Linked DNA regions of Columba livia: region 1 is linked to region 2. Evidence: chromatin contacts called from public Hi-C data. All regions are on one chromosome and are shown on one strand. Each heading gives the region's core, a stretch centred on a gene start, on an enhancer-like site or on the middle of the called end of the contact. The rest is flanking DNA. Distances are from core to core; before and after follow the strand shown.

Region 1 (4,802 bases), core at 1,037-3,536, 210 kb before region 2:
TCTTGTCACCTCTTTGCCTTCTACTCCAGAGGCCAGCGGCGGCTGCGGATCAGCCGTGTGTCTGGGGCTGGGACGTGGGTCGTGCTCCGTGCACTCAGTAAACGCTGTAACGTGGAACCTGGTTGTCTGTGGTTTTCTCCTTGGCGCTGCCGATGTGCACAGAGCTGGGGGACTGCTCAGCACCCACTGCCCAAGCTGCCTTCCTCACCTTCCTCACCTTCCTCACCTTCCTCACCTTCCTCACCTTCCTCATCGCCTCGGCTTGCTGAGGAAGATGTGCATCTTATCCCAGTTTCACAAGCTGATGAATGCATGCATTCTCCGTGATGAACTTGGGCACCACTCTTATTTATTATGTGCCTAGCAAGAGTAACGTAACTGGTGCTATATAATACCCAGCTCCCATAAGAACCTCTTTTTAGCGGTGTGCAGTTTGCTGGCCACAAGGAACACACCAAGAAACTCTTATCAAAGAGGTGGGTCTCAGTGTGCTGGCCTTGGTGAGGGGTGGCACTTCACTGCAAAGAGGCGCAGAGGGAAATATTTGTAGAAATATGCCTGGGTTTGTTTCCAGTGGCCTGGAGCAATCAGCGTTTCATCTCCAGACACAGTGTTGTGGCTGCTGAGTACAGACCTGGCGGTGGCTGTGTGGGGCACACACAGGTGATGGAAAGCTCAGGCTCTGGTGACCTGTTCTGCTCCTTGGGGGTGGACTGTGAAGCTCTCTCCATCTTTGTCAAGGAATTCAGTGGTTCTTTGGCCTCATGCTCATCCTCTAAACCACAGGAAGGACTTTGGGATCCAAAACTGGCTGCTCACTCAGGGCTTGGATGCCCTGGTGCAACTGCATCCAAACAGACACATACATACGTGTCCCAGAGGTCAGCACTGGGCATCCCCAGATTTATCCCTTCAGGGCACTGCATTTTTTCCCTCAGTATCTTTCAACTTGAGGACTCTGACAATTTTTTCCCCTGGTGGGACAGGACCCCATGCCTTTCTTTCCTTCCTTCCTTCCTTCCTTCCTTCCTTCCTTCCTTCCTTCCTTCGCCCCTGGACCCCCCATGCTCCTGCTGACTGCGGGTTGCAGACTGCTGCTCCGGAGGCCCCGGATCCCTCCTGCCACCACGCTGCGCTCACACGGTGACATCTGACGGTCTGGCCCCAGCCGGAGGCCTGACGTGCTGGAGTCGGGAGCGCTTTCAGCTCTCGAGTTCAAATCCCCTCGCTGTGCAGGAGCCCATTTAATGCTGCCTGGAGTCACCTGGAAGAATTAGCTCACTGCAGCAACTTAGACATCCAAGGTATTCCGATAATGTGAGGGATGTGTAAGGTTAATGACTGGAAAAAGTGATCGCTCCCTGTGGGCAGTTTCTCAGAAAAATCCCTGCTGCTTGGCTGACAGAAGAAAGGAGACTCAAGCAGTAGTGAGGAAGCCCCGTGCCCTCGCCAGAGCTCCACGGTCCTGCCTCCTGCGGCTGTGGGGGCTGGCACGGACCCACGGGGCGGCCATGGCCCTGCTTTGGCTCATCTCTGCTCCAGGTCTGAGCTGACAAGCTGCAGCGGGGGCTGCAGTGGTCAGACTTTGAATATTGTTTGAACAAACTTGGAAGGAAGATGCTTAATTAGCTGTGTGCTTCTACAACGTGCTCAGCTCCATCCGTGGAGGTCCCACGTCAGGGTGGGCTCCTCCGCCACCCTTTGCTCAGGCTCACGCTGACCCATGGCTGCTGGGATTTGTTTGCTTGTTCGCTCTGCAGCCCTGGGCCAGCCTGAAAAGCAAGAGCAGCTTCTGGGGTTCCCCCAAGCCTGTGTGAGGGCTCTTCCCAGGCTGCCTCAGCCAGCAACCTCAAGGGGACACTGTTGGGACAGGATGGGAGCGAGTCCCATACTGGTGAACCTCAGCGCCTTGCTGGGGCGATGGGCAGGAGGGGGATCCCGCGGTGTGGGGCTGCCGGCTTTGGGGTGACCCTGCTGTGTGGTCGTGCCGTGGGGCTGGGTACGCGCTGCGCTGGACCTGCTCGCCAGGGTGGATGGAGAAGTGTATGTGGGGACATACCCAGCTCAGTGAACCTGATTAAAATCAGAGATCTGTTTTCCACGCTAGCGGCATCTCTCAAATCTCTCTTAAAGTCTGACATTTCACTCTCTCCTCTCCAGCTGGGACATACAGCCCAAGTGCCAAAAACACTGAGGGCTTGTTTTTTTCTTGTTTTTTTTTCTTTTTTTCCCTCTGAAGTCTTGGCCTGAGCATTGCTTGAGTCTCGTTAATTTAAAAATGGAACAAAGAATGCTCAGCATCCAGCAGGATCAGGCCTGAGGAGCAGGAAGGACCAGCTGGCTCAGGAGAGGGCTTGTTCCCATGAGATCCCCCGTGTGGTTTTGGCAGGCGGCGGGGTTGGGATAGCTCTGCGAGCAAACTCTTCCTGCCTGACATGCCAGCCGTGGCGGAACAGCTGACTCAGAGCATGACAGCTCTTCACAGCATCCCCTTGTGAAAGGAGCCGTCAGGAGCGTCCCTGACACCGCCGCCTTTACATTTTGCGAGGGTGGCTTGAAAAGCGAGATGTAAACCGAGCCCACGTCATGATGCTCTGGGAAACGGTGCTCTGTGGGTGGAATTCACCTCTGTGCAGGGCTGCATCGCGTTACGGCCTCCTCAGGTCCCAGAATAGAATGTCAGTTGAACTGAAGTGGTTCACGGTACGTTCACCCCAAAATCTGAATATCTGAATTATGACAATGATATTACGAAAGAGTCACCATGACTTGGCTTTTTGGGGTGGAGGAGCCTCAGGGATGCAGGAAGAAGCCCAGTCACCGGGGTAGATTTCCCCTTGCCGCCAGGGATATGTTTTATGCATTTTGCAATACGCCTGGCCCAGAAGCAGAGGTGAGCACCTCACAGGATCCCTTTTAGGGCAGAGGTTCCCAGATCTGTTCTGCACCACACTAAAGAGGGAAAGATAAGCTCTCACAAGTCAGTTTACTTTTTAAAATTCATGTTGCCATAGCAGCTTAGCACACTGTCTCAAGTCGTCCTTCTTGCAAAACTTTGATCACCATGAAAACAGAATTATGTTGTTCTCTAACATGTTCTACATATAAATATACCGAAGTTCCCATAGTTCATGCTTCAACATTTCTGCAAAGACCTCTCTTATTTCTCGCTCACAAAAAAATTCTCTGGCCAAAGGGTGATATTGTAAATCACCGAGCTGCGTTGGGCTCAGCCTCGGTGTGAATCCAGCCCGTGAGCAGCTCTGTGGTCCTGCAGCTTGTGTTCCCAGCCCAGGTTCTGGTTCCAGTGGCTTCTAACACACTTGGGAACACCTCAGTACTGGACACTAGCCACTAGCTCCCAAAATTGCAGGAAACCCTCCTCCCTTGGCTCTGCTCTCAGGCCACCAGCCTTGTCTCTTCCCTGGAGTATTAAAAGAGCAGAAATTCCTCTGAAATATCTCACCATGTGTTGTTATCCAGCAGAAGTGCTGTGCTGCGTTGTCCCCACTCACCTCTAGTCCCATTGTGCTGGGTTCTGTCTGTCCCCGGGGAAGGAGTCGGTCACCCCGCTTAGAGTGGGAAGAATCAGCTTTGGAAATGGCTCATTCCCTCCACTGGCTGTAGGGAGACTCACTCAAGACTGGACACAACTTCTGTATGGGTGGGATTACCTGACACCAGTGGCTTTAACAACAGCGAGTGCATCCCATACGTAGCACGTCGGCAGCTGCTGCAGCCGCAGGCACAGAGGTCTGGCTCTTTGCAACTCTGCTGTAAGACCTGCGTTTCTTCTCCTTCTTACCGAAGATGGGGCCTCCTTCTTGCTCCTAAACTTTCCCTCTGTGCATTGTGCTAGAAGCAATGGAAAGAACTTTATTAAGCACCAACACTTTAAATCCTGCTTAGAGCAATCCTTTTGTTTCCATCAGGTGTCCCATTTTTCCAGCTGCATTCATGCTAGCAGTATTGGGAAAAAAATAGGCTAGTCATAGACAAATTTGCAATAACAACCTACGCAGTCATTTGGTTAAACAGCACATTACCCCAAGCTACCCTTTTGCTGTTGTTATTCACAGGAATCCATCTCCTCACCCCAGAGAAGACCCCAGACCAGCACTGGGAAAGGTCAGTGAGATTTTTATTAATGTTCACAGCCAGACTTCCTCCAGTCAGCTTTTCTTTTCCCCCAATCAACTGAAGGGGGGGAAAATTAAAAAAAAAAAAAAAGAAGAAGAGGAAAAAATTGGGGTAAAAGTTGAAGAACACTTTAATTTATAAGAAAAAGAACTAAATAATTGATGTAGTCATGGTGCCAAAGGTAATTTCTGCTGCTCCCTCTATCTCACAAAGACATTTAGCATTGATTGAGATCAAAGTATCAAAAACCCCTGCTGCTGAGCTGAAAGGCAAAACTTTCGGCTGTCTTTCTCCGCTCTAATAATATCGTCTTTATGTAGTTAATAAACTGCACACTTCAGTCAAACTATATCATTACAGAAGACTTAGGGAGCTAATAATTTAAAAGCAAAGAATTGCCTCTGTTCTTCGCTTTGAACTAAACAACATTCTGTTGAATGAGGGGGACATCAAAGCTTTGTTACTATTACCAATGTGGCTGGAGCACAGGGCCGCACAGAGTGTGTGCTTCAGTCATCAAGAGAGAGAAAAAAAAAAAGATTAAAGATATTGGCTTATCAACCCACAGGCAGAATCAGGTGTTTTCTGCTGTGCAAGCATCAGGTGGTTTGCTTATCAATGAGTTTTCTTGTTAAATAGGTGTACATGACTTAGGTTGATCC
Region 2 (4,871 bases), core at 719-3,218:
GTCAATCCTTATATCAAAAAGAAAAGATTGTCACCTCCATCTGAGGATGAAAGTGCTAGAGAAGGAATTATTTCTTCAGCCCAGGTGTTAGGTTGGAGTCAAAGGCATCAGCTGATGGTACCTGTTGTATATTTTGTGTACATGCTACAGCTGACACCTTTCCTAGTCTCCCTCCGCGCACCTTCATCCTCCTCAAGCGCTGGTTGCACTGCTCCCATCATCTCCACAGTGGCTTCTCTGAGTTCAGAGCCCTTTTGAAACCATCGTGCTGCACAGCTACCAGTTCAGAAAACCAAGATCAGTCACAGGATGATCTGTACAAAATAAAGGAAAACTATGTGCATAACATTTCTTTCTTGGAATTGAGAGTATTTTTGGCTCAGCATCTTCCTCTGGCACCTTTACATTGATCTCTATTCTTTTCATCCTTCTCAGTTTGTCCTTGAATTCAGTTGATGCCACTTTCTTTTGCTGAATGACAAACAGGCCACTGCATCCTGGGGCAGGAATTTCTCCAGAGTTATTTATGTTTGGAATGAACTGTACCCTGAATAAATATTTAGTTTAAATGTAAAATCTAACTATATACTAAACATGCAAGCCCTATGAAACACCAGTAAAATAAAATATCCCAGTAAATATATCCATTTATGCATATCCTTGTTTGTATTTACTACCCACCTCCAAAAAAACAAAACCCAAAACAAGCTCAAAATTGCATTAAGAGATCAGGAACAACATATTACACCCCAACTGACAGGGAACAGCGTCTGGAGCAGAAGCTGTTGCGTGGAGGCAGAGCAAAGGGAGCAGTTTCCTTTCTGTACAATGCAGCACAGACTTTTAAGAGGACGCAATCTGCAGACTTTTCAATCTACTGCTTTACTTTTCTTTCCAGAATCAACAGCATCGCTGTTCTGAAGGACGCAATCGTACGTCAAAGTAAGAAATCATGGCTCTGTGCCACAATTCTACCAACACGAAGCACAAAGATCATGGAGCTATTAGAGGGATTATTTCCTGAATACCATGAGGTGGTATTTTTGACAAATGGCATCCGACGCATTTGTTGAGACAGATTTCAGTTTCCCCCATATGCATGCCTAATTACTACATTAACAAAGGCTATTGCTATAAAGGAATAGCAAGGCTGTCTCTGCTAAACCTCCTTGAAACTCATGCACAGCAAAACAAACATTGCCTTCCATCTAAATGACTACATTAGAAGCCATTACTGATTAATGTCGCATATTTTCTCTCAGCCTCTGATGCAAAAGATGCCAAAGAAACGCTATCACAAGGGTTTGTTTGCACAGCTTTAGAAATGATAGTAATCTACTAAGCAGCCGACACAATACTCAGGTAAAGCAGGTAAGAATTAATTGGTACCTTCCCCCCCTCCCCGAATCTCAGATGCTGAAACTGTTTTTCCCTTTATTGAACCAGCTCGGCCTAGACTGGCTTGTCCCGCAGTGACATGTATATTGAATACAAATCAGACAGCATAGCTTTAAATCTGTGTTGCAGCTCTCATTTCCAATTCGAGAACTGTACTATAATCATAAGCTTCTGCTGGATGAAAGGAAATCAGCTCTCTGAATATTAGCTAATGCCACATTTGCAAGTCCTGAAGAGATCTGTGCTGTTTAAAAAAAAAATAGATCATTTCTCATGAACCTATATATATGAATCGCTTTGTACTGCTCGACTGATAGAAGCGATGCCTGTGCTGGGATTAAACCCTTTTCATCATAAAACCTCATCTGGTTCGGAGTCCAAGTCCATCAAACCTTTTCCCTTTAAAGTCCCGCCTTTGATTCTACATCAATTTATTCAAACCGCAGCTGGGTGGCTGAAAACGAAAGGACAGCATCATTTAAACCAACCATGTTCCTAACTTGAAAGAAGGGCTATAATTAAAAAAATGGGCATAAAAGAATGGAAATGGGATAATATTTTTTAATGGTAGTTCAAAGGCCGACAGATGTCAGAGCCTTTGAAGATGTCAGTACACTGAGCAAGAAGTTGCCATTAAATAGTTTGCCTGAGAGGTGAAGCAGCTTTTTAATGACTGAAAAAGCCCTTGCAGACACATCCTTGTGTTTTTAATTTGTCAGAGTTTCTGCAGTATTTTCTGATTAATGACACATGATTATAACTGCATAGCATACATATTTTTGTACTTGGTTAAATGAATACTTCATTCCACATTCCTTCAGTGCCAGATAAGAACAGGAAAGCTTTACTACAGAGTCCAAAACTATTCAGATTGCTCAAATATTTATGGTAATTTGAGGGGACTGGCCAGATACAGAGCTACTATGTGTTGCTACCTTTTGTTCTTTAATGGTGCTATTACTACTGCCATCACAATGTGCGTGTATTAAGGGAGCATGGGACCCAGGAATGTATTGTACCCTTCTTGGGCACTAAACAATCAGAGCTTTCATAATTCACCAATGAACAAAGTCATCAAATCAAAGTAACATTTAGAAAAATTCCTCAATTGATCCTAAACAATACAAACAATGGCTGCCAGTGCATTGTAAGCGGAAAATAACTGCTCTCAGAAAAAAAAAACCCAGAAAACAACAAAACATATTGCTAGGAAACATCACGTTCAGAAGAAAAACACCAATATCTATAAATGCAGATAAAGTCCCCAACTTAGGCTGAGAAGGTGCTCCTGCAACATCCTGCATCTCTCTGTTAACATATGCAAACGTTTTCTATTTCCACCACAAATGGAAAATGTAGCAGCCCAAAACACAGGCACAATTAATTTCCCTTGCTCCCAGGTCACTGCTATAGTGTTTTGTGGAGGTGCTGCCGAGCGGAGCAGGTGGAGCACCGGGAATCTCCTCAGCCTTGCGTAAGGACAAGAAAAGCCAGTACTGCTTGATTACATTTGATTAATGTACAGTTCTTTCCGTTCTTCCAACCTGGCTTGTTAAATGGATCATAAATAGAAATGGGACGGACTCAGCTAAAACTTGATGTACAGAGAGGCTGGAGGTACCTTAGTGGAACTACGAGAAATCAGCTGCTGGTCTCCACAGAACATTCCGATGATTTTGTGAGTATGAACGGTTGGATTGTTGCAATCCACATCCATCAGGAACCTCTTTGTGAGAACCACGCTGCCCACCAGCAGCACCAGGAGCCTTGTAACCGCGGGACGCGCACTGCTGCTCTGCAATCGCAGCCACAACTGGATGTGAATCCAGCTGTTAGCACCGCCGGCTCTGCTGTGCGTTCTGAACACCTTCTAGTCATCCAGCTGCAAACACAAGCGCTGGAAATTGTGAAAAGGAGAAGTCTATGGCTGCAGAAAGAGATGTAATCCTGAAATTTAATTCTCCCAAAGGTATTTACTGAATAAAAACAGAGTCCTGCTAGGAAAAAATAGGACTATGTTAGGATTCCACTATAGAGAATGTGTAGAAGTGGACTACTCCCACTATAAACAATTGTACACCCAATTTCCAAACAAGCTGTAGTCTTCCCTTCTCAGGATATTCTAAAATTACCTTCAAAGATAGTTTTATTTAAAAAGCAAAGCAGAGCCTAATCTATCATGCCTCACTAGAATAACTTGACTTTATCATGAATCTCATGATAAAGGGGAACGAGCTCCCCTCATCTGCTTCTCTCTAAAAGCCATCGATGTCACCATCGTACACAAACATGGTACTTTCTGATCATGTTCAGTTATTTCAGCACTATGGTAAAAACAGGCAAATAAAATGGCGAATTTTAAATAGTTCTAATTTAGCTGAAATAAAACTCCAGAGGACAAAGGCACTTCTCTAAGCTGTGGGACTTGCTACTGAATTTCAAATTAATTTTACAAACTATAAGAACAGTACCCGCAAAAGATGTATCAGGCTTATTAATAAACATTACGAGATTCTTTTAAAATGGGAAATATCAGACACCCTGAAAATAATGTTTTGCTACAGACAGCCATATGAGCATGCAAAGCTGAGCCATTCAGGTTCTATCCATTAGAGGGCAATAATACATACACACTCATACATATATACATACAAACACACACTCTCTCACGCACCCAAGCCTGACTTTAGCAGGAAAAATAGTATTTTCTCTCTCATGTTACCAATGGTATATTGACAGTTTGGGTTCTGTTCCATTCTCTCCCCCTCCACCCTTCAACAACGGTGTCTAACTGATCAAAAGTTACAATAACAAGCTATTTAAATTTGCTTTCCTACACAAACCAATAGTTTCAGAAGGCTTACAGTTAGTTGTTATTAAATGTAGCTTGGACAGACTGAACAACTAGCATTTATATAAACACATAAATCATTATGGGATTTCCCAAACTCTGAACAGACAAAAATGTTCCTCATGTGTTCATCACCCACCGACAGTCCCACACTTTTCTGTTCAGTCCCGCAAGAAACCTCTGATAGCAGCAGCAACTGCAGCCATGGCGAGTATCCAATACACTTCAGATGTTTCCTAATGCTACAGACAAACCACAAAAAGGCATTCTGACTATGTCATGAGCAGAGCCACTTGAGGGACGCAGCTCACGTGCTGCACCTTCTGCTGTCTTGCTCGAACCATGTCAACCTACCGATAAACGTCGTCGTTTATCACGAGTCCTCATGCTCCTTCTTACTGCACCCACTTGTAGCAGCCTATAACCACATTTGTGTTATGAGATTACCGGGACAGTTACATATTCTCACTAACACAATGTAGACCCAGATTCCTGAGAGGATCCCAACAATACAAACCATTTCCATCAGTCCCTAAACTCCCGCTTGTCAGCATCCTCCTGGTTACAGCATTGAGTTTACAGAACACACAGGCAGCTGTGTCCGTCACATCGTGACCAGAAT

What was found. Hi-C and Micro-C count contacts between places; a contact is called where the count stands out from the background.
Region 1: a contact with region 2 is called in a Hi-C map of crop, with 2.2 times the contacts expected there. The contact joins two enhancer-like sites. A contact is called at or near these places in 2 of 2 Hi-C or Micro-C datasets (crop and liver).

What each region holds. Positions count from the first base shown.
Region 1 is chr18:11,438,390-11,443,191 of bColLiv1.pat.W.v2, reverse strand. RGS9 (regulator of G protein signaling 9) reads left to right here. Exons shown (of 19, transcript XM_065034990.1): 19 at 1-117. Among named protein-coding and RNA genes, the nearest start is that of RGS9, 32 kb to the left of the region's middle. Within about 2 kb of position 2,286, at least 2 of the 3 cell types and tissues checked have an H3K27ac peak away from gene starts, as active enhancers do.
Region 2 is chr18:11,230,883-11,235,753 of bColLiv1.pat.W.v2, reverse strand. The region is part of intron 21 of CEP112 (centrosomal protein 112); the gene reads right to left. Among named protein-coding and RNA genes, the nearest start is that of CEP112, 79 kb to the right of the region's middle. Within about 2 kb of position 1,968, at least 2 of the 3 cell types and tissues checked have an H3K27ac peak away from gene starts, as active enhancers do.